Linked DNA regions of Cydia pomonella: region 1 is linked to region 2. Evidence: chromatin contacts called from public Hi-C data. All regions are on one chromosome and are shown on one strand. The core of a region is the stretch at or near the end of the contact, and the rest is flanking DNA. Distances in the headings are between cores, read along the strand shown.

Region 1 (4,605 bases), core at 222-2,721, 170 kb before region 2:
TGAGACCAACCCAGAAATCGGCTTTCTGACCTTGACATTTTCTATGGGAGAGTAGTTATTTTCGCGATTTTGGGGTTGGTCTCATTGTAAAAGTTATATTTTTGACCTAGTTGTATTTCTAATTTTAGGGAGGATATTTTTGTGGTGTATTTTAAATATAAGAACCCTGGATAAAGGTACAGTACCGGATCTCTTCATCAGTATGCAAGTGCTCAGTGTAGAAGGCAACCAGTTTTTCTTCGTAGTTGGGTAGTGTTGCCTTGGATGCCTCCATCCTGTCCTCGTAGGTGTAGCCGCGGTCCTTCTTTATCTTGTCTAGGACTCCATCAGTCTCATGGGTGTCGACATTTAGCTGAAAAATTAAGGAGAGAAATTGAGCAGAGTATGAAATAAGATCTTTTTCAAGCAAGTGTGATGAAAGAACACATGTTTGCATCTATTTATTTACCTAAAGGGACAGACTACATATACAGGATGATTTTGGGGTTATGGAGCAAGAGCACAAGATATCATATGGAATTCAAAGATGAGCCTAATGATGTTGCTAATTATTTATTATCACCAATAATGATGATTCGTTTTCAGATGGAACGTAGAAAAAAAAAACATTTTTGCATACAATTTGGTTACTACTCAATGTGACTTCTTGTCACTTTCCATACAGCATATGTCAAAAGTCATAGGGTGACCATGATTACTAAGTATAAGGTAAATTTTACTTGGAAAATAAGAAACATGAAACTAATTACCTTTTAATCAAATACTACCATATGATAATGTGGATCATTTACAGCATATGCAACAATAAACTTTAGTTTCCAACATCACTTTAGTATTGTATGGGGTCGAATGGTCCCCGTATGGCATGTTAAATCAAAGTTTCAATGTCAGTATTTTTGGTGGCCCTACCAAAAAGATATTATTCATTCATTTATATGATAAGTGCAAATATTTGAATTCCTGAGCCTTATTTATAGTCTTTATTATGTATATTAGTCTACCAAAGTTACTGATATTTCAATGCGATAAAGTTGAAAGTCAAAGTAACAATAGTTAGGTTACGTTGTTTATAAAAGATAAGATAAAAATAATTATGTTTTTGATCGAACATTACTCCCGTTTATCTAAACGTAAGCATAAAAAATATGGTCGGTAATCATGACATTGCTGTTGATAATTGATTAAATATTGAAATTGAAAGAAAAACCGAATATAGATAAAAATAAGACGTAAAAACTTACGCTAAAGTATTCAACACCAGTCTTCTTGTACAATTCATCGAGAGATACAAACTGTGGAGGGTTCCTGTGATGTTCTGCGCGTTGATCATTCTTATCTTCATCCATATACCAGGCTTTCACCATTTTGTAACAAGTAAATACAAAAAAACTATAAAGAAATAATAAATTCAGTGTAATGAAAGGCAATATGAAATGGCCCGATCTGACATAAGAACAATGACATTGACATATCACACAGGACATCACTTTGCTTGTCATTGCCAGTAAAATAAATTAAAAAAATCTGCAAAACTCTTTTACAAAATGAATAAAAATGTTTTTTTTTTTAAAGTAAGTTCAAGTAAGTCGAAGTAAACTTGGTTCACCGAAGCTATTTAATTGATTTTGTGACTGGATTAAACCCTATTTGTATAATTTAGAATGTTTTACTTATGGTGCAGTGTCTCTGTCTCACCACTAAATAAAGGGTATTTGATTAGTGGCTACACCGGAAAGAGGAGTCTGTTTAGATTGTTAACCGCAAGCGTGTACGTGTGTTGTTTAAGCAGTTTTAAGTATTTTAGCCATAAAAAAAGCAATGATGGGCGTGAAATTCAACTTTTGTGAGTATGTATAACGACAAAATGGGAGGACAATCCTTTGCTCCTACAATTTCCTACTGACGGAAATAGCTTGCAAAACTATATTTTGTTACTGTAGACGAAAATAGGACGGCAATAGTTAAAAACAAGCTGCAGGGATAACCTCAGAGGCAATCTTTTATCTGGGGTATGATCGGGAGATAGCGCGTACATTTCTTTGGTTTCCCGTCATTTTCTGGGCTTCCTTTTAAATTGCTGTAAGAATTGTGGATTTTTGTCTTGGTGGGTTCTTGTGGTATGTTATGTGTGGCATGCTCCAACGTAGGCGCTTAGCACACTGGAAGCGGGATGTCGCTATAATATGCGCATAGCGTTGTCTCGCTCAAACAACGGAGCGACGTGCGAATCGGACCCAGTTCTAGTGTGCATGCCAAGCGCCGTAACGTTTAAACTACAGTCTATCTTAATGAAATAATAAAGAATTCACCGATACGTTTTCTTGCCCCGGGTAAGATACATTTGAAATTGATTTCCAAAATCTGTTACAATCAAAGTTTGTAAATAAGTGTTTAAACTACCGTGACTCGTGTGGTAATTCTTTTCTCACAAGGAAATATATGGTTATGTAGAATAAATGAAACACCGTCCAATTCCAGTAAAAATAGATTTAATCCAGATAATACTAGTGTTACAACTTAATGCATTTGCATGAGCAACCTAGGATACATCAATGTTTTGGTGATCTATAATTTCTTAGCACCGATACTGGTACTGAGGGTAGGTAATATAGAACCTTGACAGACAAGAGTGGGTATACATTTATAATAAATATATCTTGATGTGAGACTACAACGTAAATTTTAAAATTATATCACTTTATAGAATCATTTGTCAAAATTATGTATGTACAAATCAAAAATTTGAAATAGAGGTGGATTGTCAAAGAAAACTTTTTAGCTTCAGTAAATTTACTGCCATCTTTCGACACATGATTAAATTTTTAGAACTGCATTTGACTTTGATCCCTATTATTTCACGTATATATGTTCAATTAGTTAAATACCAAAAAGTGGCGCCATCTAATAGATCGAAGGCCAAAGGTATGGCGGCATCGTTTCAACTGTTTCAAGCGATGGCGCCACTTTTTGATATTTAACACATCAGTGAAAGAATAAGGATCAACGTCGAATGGCGTTCTAAAAGTTTTAATCATGTGCCGAAAGATGGCAGTAAATTTACTGAGGATACAAAATTTTCTTTGATAATCCACCTCAATTTTAAATTCTCTTTGCTACAAATAAATAATTATTAATTTTACAGCAATCAAAAAAATAAATTCGGTAAGTATACATTCATATGAATGTAATTATACCTACATATAAAATTAATCGTTTTTTTTTCACTACCCACAATATAATTTGTTACAATATTGACAAAATATTTAGGATAAGTTTTGAATCAGAAAGTGCAAAAGTTACTTAGTCGTAAATATTTTTTCACCAAACTACATCTAAATCACACAGATTTAGTTTACACGATTTATATAAATATATTACTTCAAATCTTATTTGAAACGCTAAGTTAGGTACAGCTAAGTTTGATATGACCGCAGTGGCTACGAAAATTAAGTTTTCAAATAATTCCTGATATGAGAAGGTCAATTGTGCAATGCAAATTAAACACGAAAAAAAGTAAATGCAACAAATCATTTGAGAAAACAAGTTATGGACGGACGTCTAAATCACAATCAAATAAAATAATGCATAAAGGTGTTTTCACCGCACAAACTGGTAAAGAGCCTCTTGATAGTTCCAAATCTGATTAGAAAGTTGCATTTTATCCACACGTGTGGCAAAGTATACAAATGCAAATTTTGAGTTGTTTCTTTATATTGGCTGGTAGAATTTACTTTTAAATGATGATTTTGAATGATAAAGATTTGGAAACATTCATTTTAAATTGATTTCGATTGCTTTTGTTTGCTATTTTGCAGTTAGTATTTTCCTTGAGTCGGTGTGGTGAAAATTGTGTGTTTCACTCGGTGTCAAAATTTGTTCAATCCTCGTGCCTTGAAACCCCCGCAACGCTAAAGATTCCACGTTACAAACTCGCTACGCTCGTGGTCCAAATTTGGAATCTTTCGCTTGCTCGGGTATCAATATTAGCACGATAGGTTAAACAACAACTTTGCTCCCTTGTAAAACAAATAACAATTACAAACTAGTCTTTAGGAAACATCGCGCATATGGTCAGCAATAAAGGTCAGCATGAGATATGTATATGTAATGAAATTGCAAGAAATGTCATGTTTTTTTATCGCTGTGACCACAAAGTTGAAAGACAAGCAGACAGGTAGGATCGCTATAGTCGAATCAATCACTCGCTGCACGCGTATAAGTAGTGTGCTCTCTGTCAAACCTACCTACGGCGGGTAGGTGTGACAAAGACGCAGTTATACGCTAAAGATATCTGCATCTCACATCTACGTATTACTGCGTCCCTGTCGTCAGTTACTGAATTAAATAAGGGGTTCATTTACACAGCGCTTTAAAGCGCTTTAGCGACCCTTAGTCAAGTCAGTCTCTTAGACATAGTCCTATGCTCTATGGGTCTGAGGGCCTACCACGAACCACATTCGACGTGTTACCTCTCTGTCACACTTGTAAATACGTACGTAAGTCTGACAGGGAGGCAACACGTGGTTCGCGGTAGATACTCAGGAGTTCCATTTCACCGAGTCAAGGTACTGACTGGTACTGTACAGTTCAAGTTCTCCTATTTTA
Region 2 (5,038 bases), core at 1,967-4,466:
AACTCCTTTATAAAGCATGTGAAGTACTAACTGTTCGTCAACTATTTATATTAAGCACAACACTTAAGCAGCACACCAAAATTCCTTTCAACACTGCATATACTAACAAAAGGCGCAAAGATATTATATGTATACAAACCGTACAAAGAAAACACGTATTTTCTTCTAGATTTTTTGTCTTTTTGGGCCCTTATTTGTACAACAGGTTAAATTCAAAATTAGACTTATACCCTCTTAGCTATGTTGGTTGTAAGAATATTCTACGACGCGCCCTTCAAAAAATGACATACGATGATACAGAGAACTTACTAATAGTCGTAAAATGATTTCTTACTGTACTTTGATATAGAATACTTAAATAAGTTATTTTGTTAAGGTTATCACCCTACCAGATTTTTATTGTGTACTATTTATAATTATAATTAAGTGAATAATTACAAATTAATTAATATGGTCCTATTCTGCCTGAAACACAGGAACTCCTAGTTCAGGCATTTGTAAACTTTTCCTTATCCTTAATCCTTAGTCTTTAAGTGCTAACACTGTACTTATACTGGTTTCAATAAAATTATTTGTATTTGTATTTGTATTTGTATTTGTGTGTTTATCACAAAGGTTTCTTCGTGAGTGAGTGGATGTTTTCTATGTATACATATTTATATACACGGTGCCCGTGAGCATTGCGAGAGATTTTAACAGTATATTCCTGATTGAACAGGAATTTGCCTAATTTCAGAGTTAAATCCACTTACAAAAAACCCAATTTTTATTGTTACTTACAAGAAAAGGTACCCAACTGTCCGGTTCCGATTTGATTTATGTTTATATATGTTATAGAGTAGTCTAAAATAACAGACACGTATTTTTTTTAGCTGCCCAAACTCAACCTATTGGGAGAAATTGTCCTCCAAAGTACTAAAATATTACTAAATCTTCTAACTCCCTTAGAAAGTGATGCTCAAGCAACTTGTTAGTTACTGGCTGGTTTAAGTATATGTTTGAGAGCAGGAAAAAATAATGAGCAAGTGTTTTGTTATATCGGCTGAAACTAATTTTTTCCAAAAAATATTGACAGTTGAAGTTTTATAATACCTACCTTATCGCTAAAGACACACATAAAGATGGGTCATTTTCCATACAGTATTTTAGACATGGTAAAACAATTATTAAGATCACCTATTAGCTAAGATCACCTAATTTCAAGGTTTTTTATTACATTACATTACATTTTTGACAAAAGAAATGTGTTGTTTTTCCAACCGCAATGTTGCTTTGTATCATTTTAGCAGATATTATTATAAATATTTGGCATAAAGTCATAAAATCAAATGCTAATGAATATCAATTCAAGAATGGTTTTTTAATTACCTAACATAAAGAAAATCTTCATTAGTGACAACTGGTCCGGCCTAGTGGGTAGTGACCCTGCCTATGAAGTCATCAATCCCAGATTCAAATCCTGTTTACTTATTTGTGTGACAAGCATGGATATTTGTGACTGAGTCATGGATGTTTTCTATGTATTTAGGTACATATTTATATATAATATATATATATATATATATATCATTGTCTAAGTAACCACAACACAAGCCTTATAGAGCTTACTGTGGGACTTAGTCAATTTGTGTAATAATGTCCTATAATATTTATTTTGCTAAGACCCATATCTTCAGCATAGAACTTAAGATTGCAGCCCTAAAACTGAAAAATTAAAAAACCCCCTACTCTATATGCCAACAAAATCCATTACCAAATACCAAAAAATGCCTTACATAATTTTGGAAAAGAGCAGATACTCTTCAACCTGCTGGAATAATTTCTATAAAAGGTAACTAAGAACAACGGCAAGAAAACTCACATAAAAAAGCCCTCTTCGACATTCGCTCATCCGTTGGACAGCTAAGATGCCACAGACAGACAGACATCATTAGCATCAAACATAAAACACCCTCTTGTTGCGGGGGTTAATAAAACATGACTGATTGAGATTTTGCTTGCGCTATCCCATGCAATGGCCCCATTTGGCCTTAGGGTACATATGGCCCTCACCTGACTGACTTGTGTCTATGTTATGAACTGGGTCTGAATCTGACTTTAAAAAATTGTGTCAAGTAGTAGGTATATATTTTTAATTATATTCACATTGCCTATCGTGTGCATATGTATCTATGTATTCCACAACAATGATTTTACTTGGTTTTGTTAACTCCAACATGGCTTTTATTTAAATAATATATTTATAACTATAAAATTTATTGATTGGTTTACGTACCCAGATGAGTCTTTATCAATAACATTTCGAGAAATAAATACGAATAGGTAACTATGCACTCACCTTATATCCAACACAACAAAGCGGAGTTCCAATACTCCAAATCACAAAATTGTTACAGAACGCTCAAGTTTTTACACTTCTTTGAACAAGGTTCACTCAATTAACAATATAAACCCACACACTTCGTTTATTTATTATTAAACTTAACGTATTTTGCGATAAACACGCAAATTAACACAAAATACTGCAGCTAAGGTTGATCAACTGTCAAATTGACAGTTGTGTCAGTTGTCACCATGGTGACAGCATTATAGGAGTTTTTCAGACGCACTTAACTCATTTGGTGTTCCAATTTGTTTAGGACATTGAAAAAGCCATCCGCAAATTTTTCATTAAAATATAATTTTTACGTTTACGCATTTGACTTAAATAGCATGGAACTGAAGTTAGGGGATAAACATGTAGATGGCGCTTTAATCAAATCTGCCGTGAGTGAAGATAATTTCTCAATTTCAAAATGGATTTCAAAGTGTACGGGTTATAGAATTAAATAATTAGTAGATGTAATGTAAAAAATTATTAATAATGTTATTATATTCAATTAATATATCATTATAATTAGATACTAGTTTAACTAGTTAAGTTTACTTATGTAATAATCTGTGTGTGCGTTATGTTTAAATTACGTACACATAAATTAATGTCATTTATTGCAATAATGAAGAAGAATGAATGTAAACAAAATATCTGAACATGCACTACGTCTTGATATTTTGGCCACTCTTATTACGTGCCTATCTCAACATTTCTAATTATAACATTGACGTTGTTTATATTGTAACTTGCTAGATAAGTTTATTTAAGTTTATACATAAATGAATTTCGCATACATCAATACGTCTCCGGGCAACTAATTAACCGATAAGGATTATATACCTAACTATTTTATCATAATTAAGTAGAAGAGTGGAGTAAACACATTAGTGTTATTCTTTCACTGGACATAGTTTGAGCAGGATCTAAAATGTAAGTTAATTCAATTTAAACATTTGGTCGTAGAAAATAAAATAAACATATTGCCAGTACGTGGAAAGGATAATAGTGTGCTCGTAATAAGAATTATTTAGTTAGTATTTTATTAAATTGTCAGTGTCAGGAGTCATTAAGAGGATACTGGAGCTGAGATTTAAATATGACGTAATTAGAGTGGCAGAGAAAAATGCCAACAATTGACGAACTTCGATTTTCGCGGTTATAGCCCAGGCCCCGGTTGAAGAAGTCTGGACCATTTAATTTAACCAACTTAAGCAAGCCAAAGCTGGCTAGAACCCGGTTCTTTGGTGAAATGCGTGGCGCATATAGTCATTAAATATAAATACATACTAATGTAACTGAAGTCGAACCGAGCTACTCTTGCACGGGCTTTGCAATGACATTTTGTGGGACCATGAAAATATGGTGTTTATAGGGGTAGGTCCACACTTTGTTAATGCAATATCGGTACAACAGTGTGTATGTCTTTATTCTAATGTAATTGTGATTACTTATATGGCGCCTCATTGTAAGTAGTTAATTTGAATTATATTTTATTATTTTCCTAATACATTAGAATTTTAAAATCATTAATATTTACGTGAATTGGAATAATTAATTGACATTGTATTTTAATTTATAATAATTTTGTAATTAATTATGCCTAAATTGTACTTAATGTGACAGTGTATGATTAATACCAAATAAAATCTATCTATCTATCTATTTTTAATATAACTTAAACTAGGCGTAGGTTTTAGTGCTATAAAACGATCCTGACAGATTATTTTAATATAGTCTTAACTGGTATAACTGATATTTTTTCGAGCAGCAATGTATTTCGTACCTACATCATCGTCACTTGTGACAGTTGTGACATCGCGTCACAGAATAAATTAGTACTACTTACCGTAAAGAAAGGAAACTTCCTACAAAGCCGAAGTTTCACAGCGATTCAGGGCCGAATCATGCTGTCCCTATCTAATGTATGGAAACATCCCTTTCGGCTATTTAGGGTTGTCAAAATTCATCTGTGGTTGCTGGTTGTGCACACAAAGGAACGTCAAAGCCCGAACCGAGAACATTAAATGCGACGTTTTAAGTTAAAACAAAGTATTGATACACTACTTGCTGAATTATTTTATATGGAAAAATAAAAATCATTTGTTTTTTTATAAAACTTATGAAAGTGTTAATTAAAGCCTAAACTAACTACCTACCCTTTTGTTATGCGGTCGTATCAAAATACATGCTGTCTTTTTACCATTTTTCTATTGTTTCCAGGGCAGAGGAGCCAACTGTCATCAGAGTCTGGCTGTTGACGGTCGAGGTGATATCGACTCTGTTAAGGATTATTTTCGAGCTGGCTCGGGGCATTTATCTTTCATTCATGCCACGTGCTCCGAAGGATGTTTCGGGAGAAATTATACTGGTATGTACCTAACCCTGACCTCGTCGCAGAATATATCGTACAGAAATAACACTTCCTACAAAACCGAAGTTTGACAGCGATTCAGGGACGAATTATGCTGTCCCTTTTTAATGTACCTATGGCACTATCCCTTTCGGCCTTTTAGGGTTGTCAAAATTCAAGTCATTATCTTATGGGTCGTGCAAGTATAGGGACGTCAAGTTGTGCCAATGCTCGGAGCAATGCTGAGCCGAACGGAGCCGAGAAAAGCCGAAAGGAGGAGTGTCGCCCCACTGACCTCGTCAATCTCTTAACCA

The links. Hi-C and Micro-C count contacts between places; a contact is called where the count stands out from the background.
Region 1: a Hi-C map of whole body shows a contact between it and region 2, with 10 times the contacts expected there. The contact joins the promoter of LOC133519308 here to the promoter of LOC133519300 in region 2. A contact is called at or near these places in 2 of 2 Hi-C or Micro-C datasets (both in whole body).

What each region holds. Positions count from the first base shown.
Region 1 is chr6:22,483,173-22,487,777 of ilCydPomo1, reverse strand. LOC133519308 (acireductone dioxygenase) reads right to left here and starts at 1,471. Exons shown (of 6, transcript XM_061853343.1): 1 at 1,242-1,471; 2 at 186-352. The coding sequence starts at 1,364. It overlaps LOC133519304, which reads right to left. Exons shown (of 4, transcript XM_061853337.1): 4 at 2,473-4,605.
Region 2 is chr6:22,311,409-22,316,446 of ilCydPomo1, reverse strand. LOC133519300 (17-beta-hydroxysteroid dehydrogenase 13-like) reads left to right here and starts at 3,216. Exons shown (of 7, transcript XM_061853330.1): 1 at 3,216-3,304; 2 at 4,595-4,742. The coding sequence starts at 3,303. LOC133519304 reads right to left here and starts at 2,504. Exons shown (of 4, transcript XM_061853337.1): 1 at 2,339-2,504.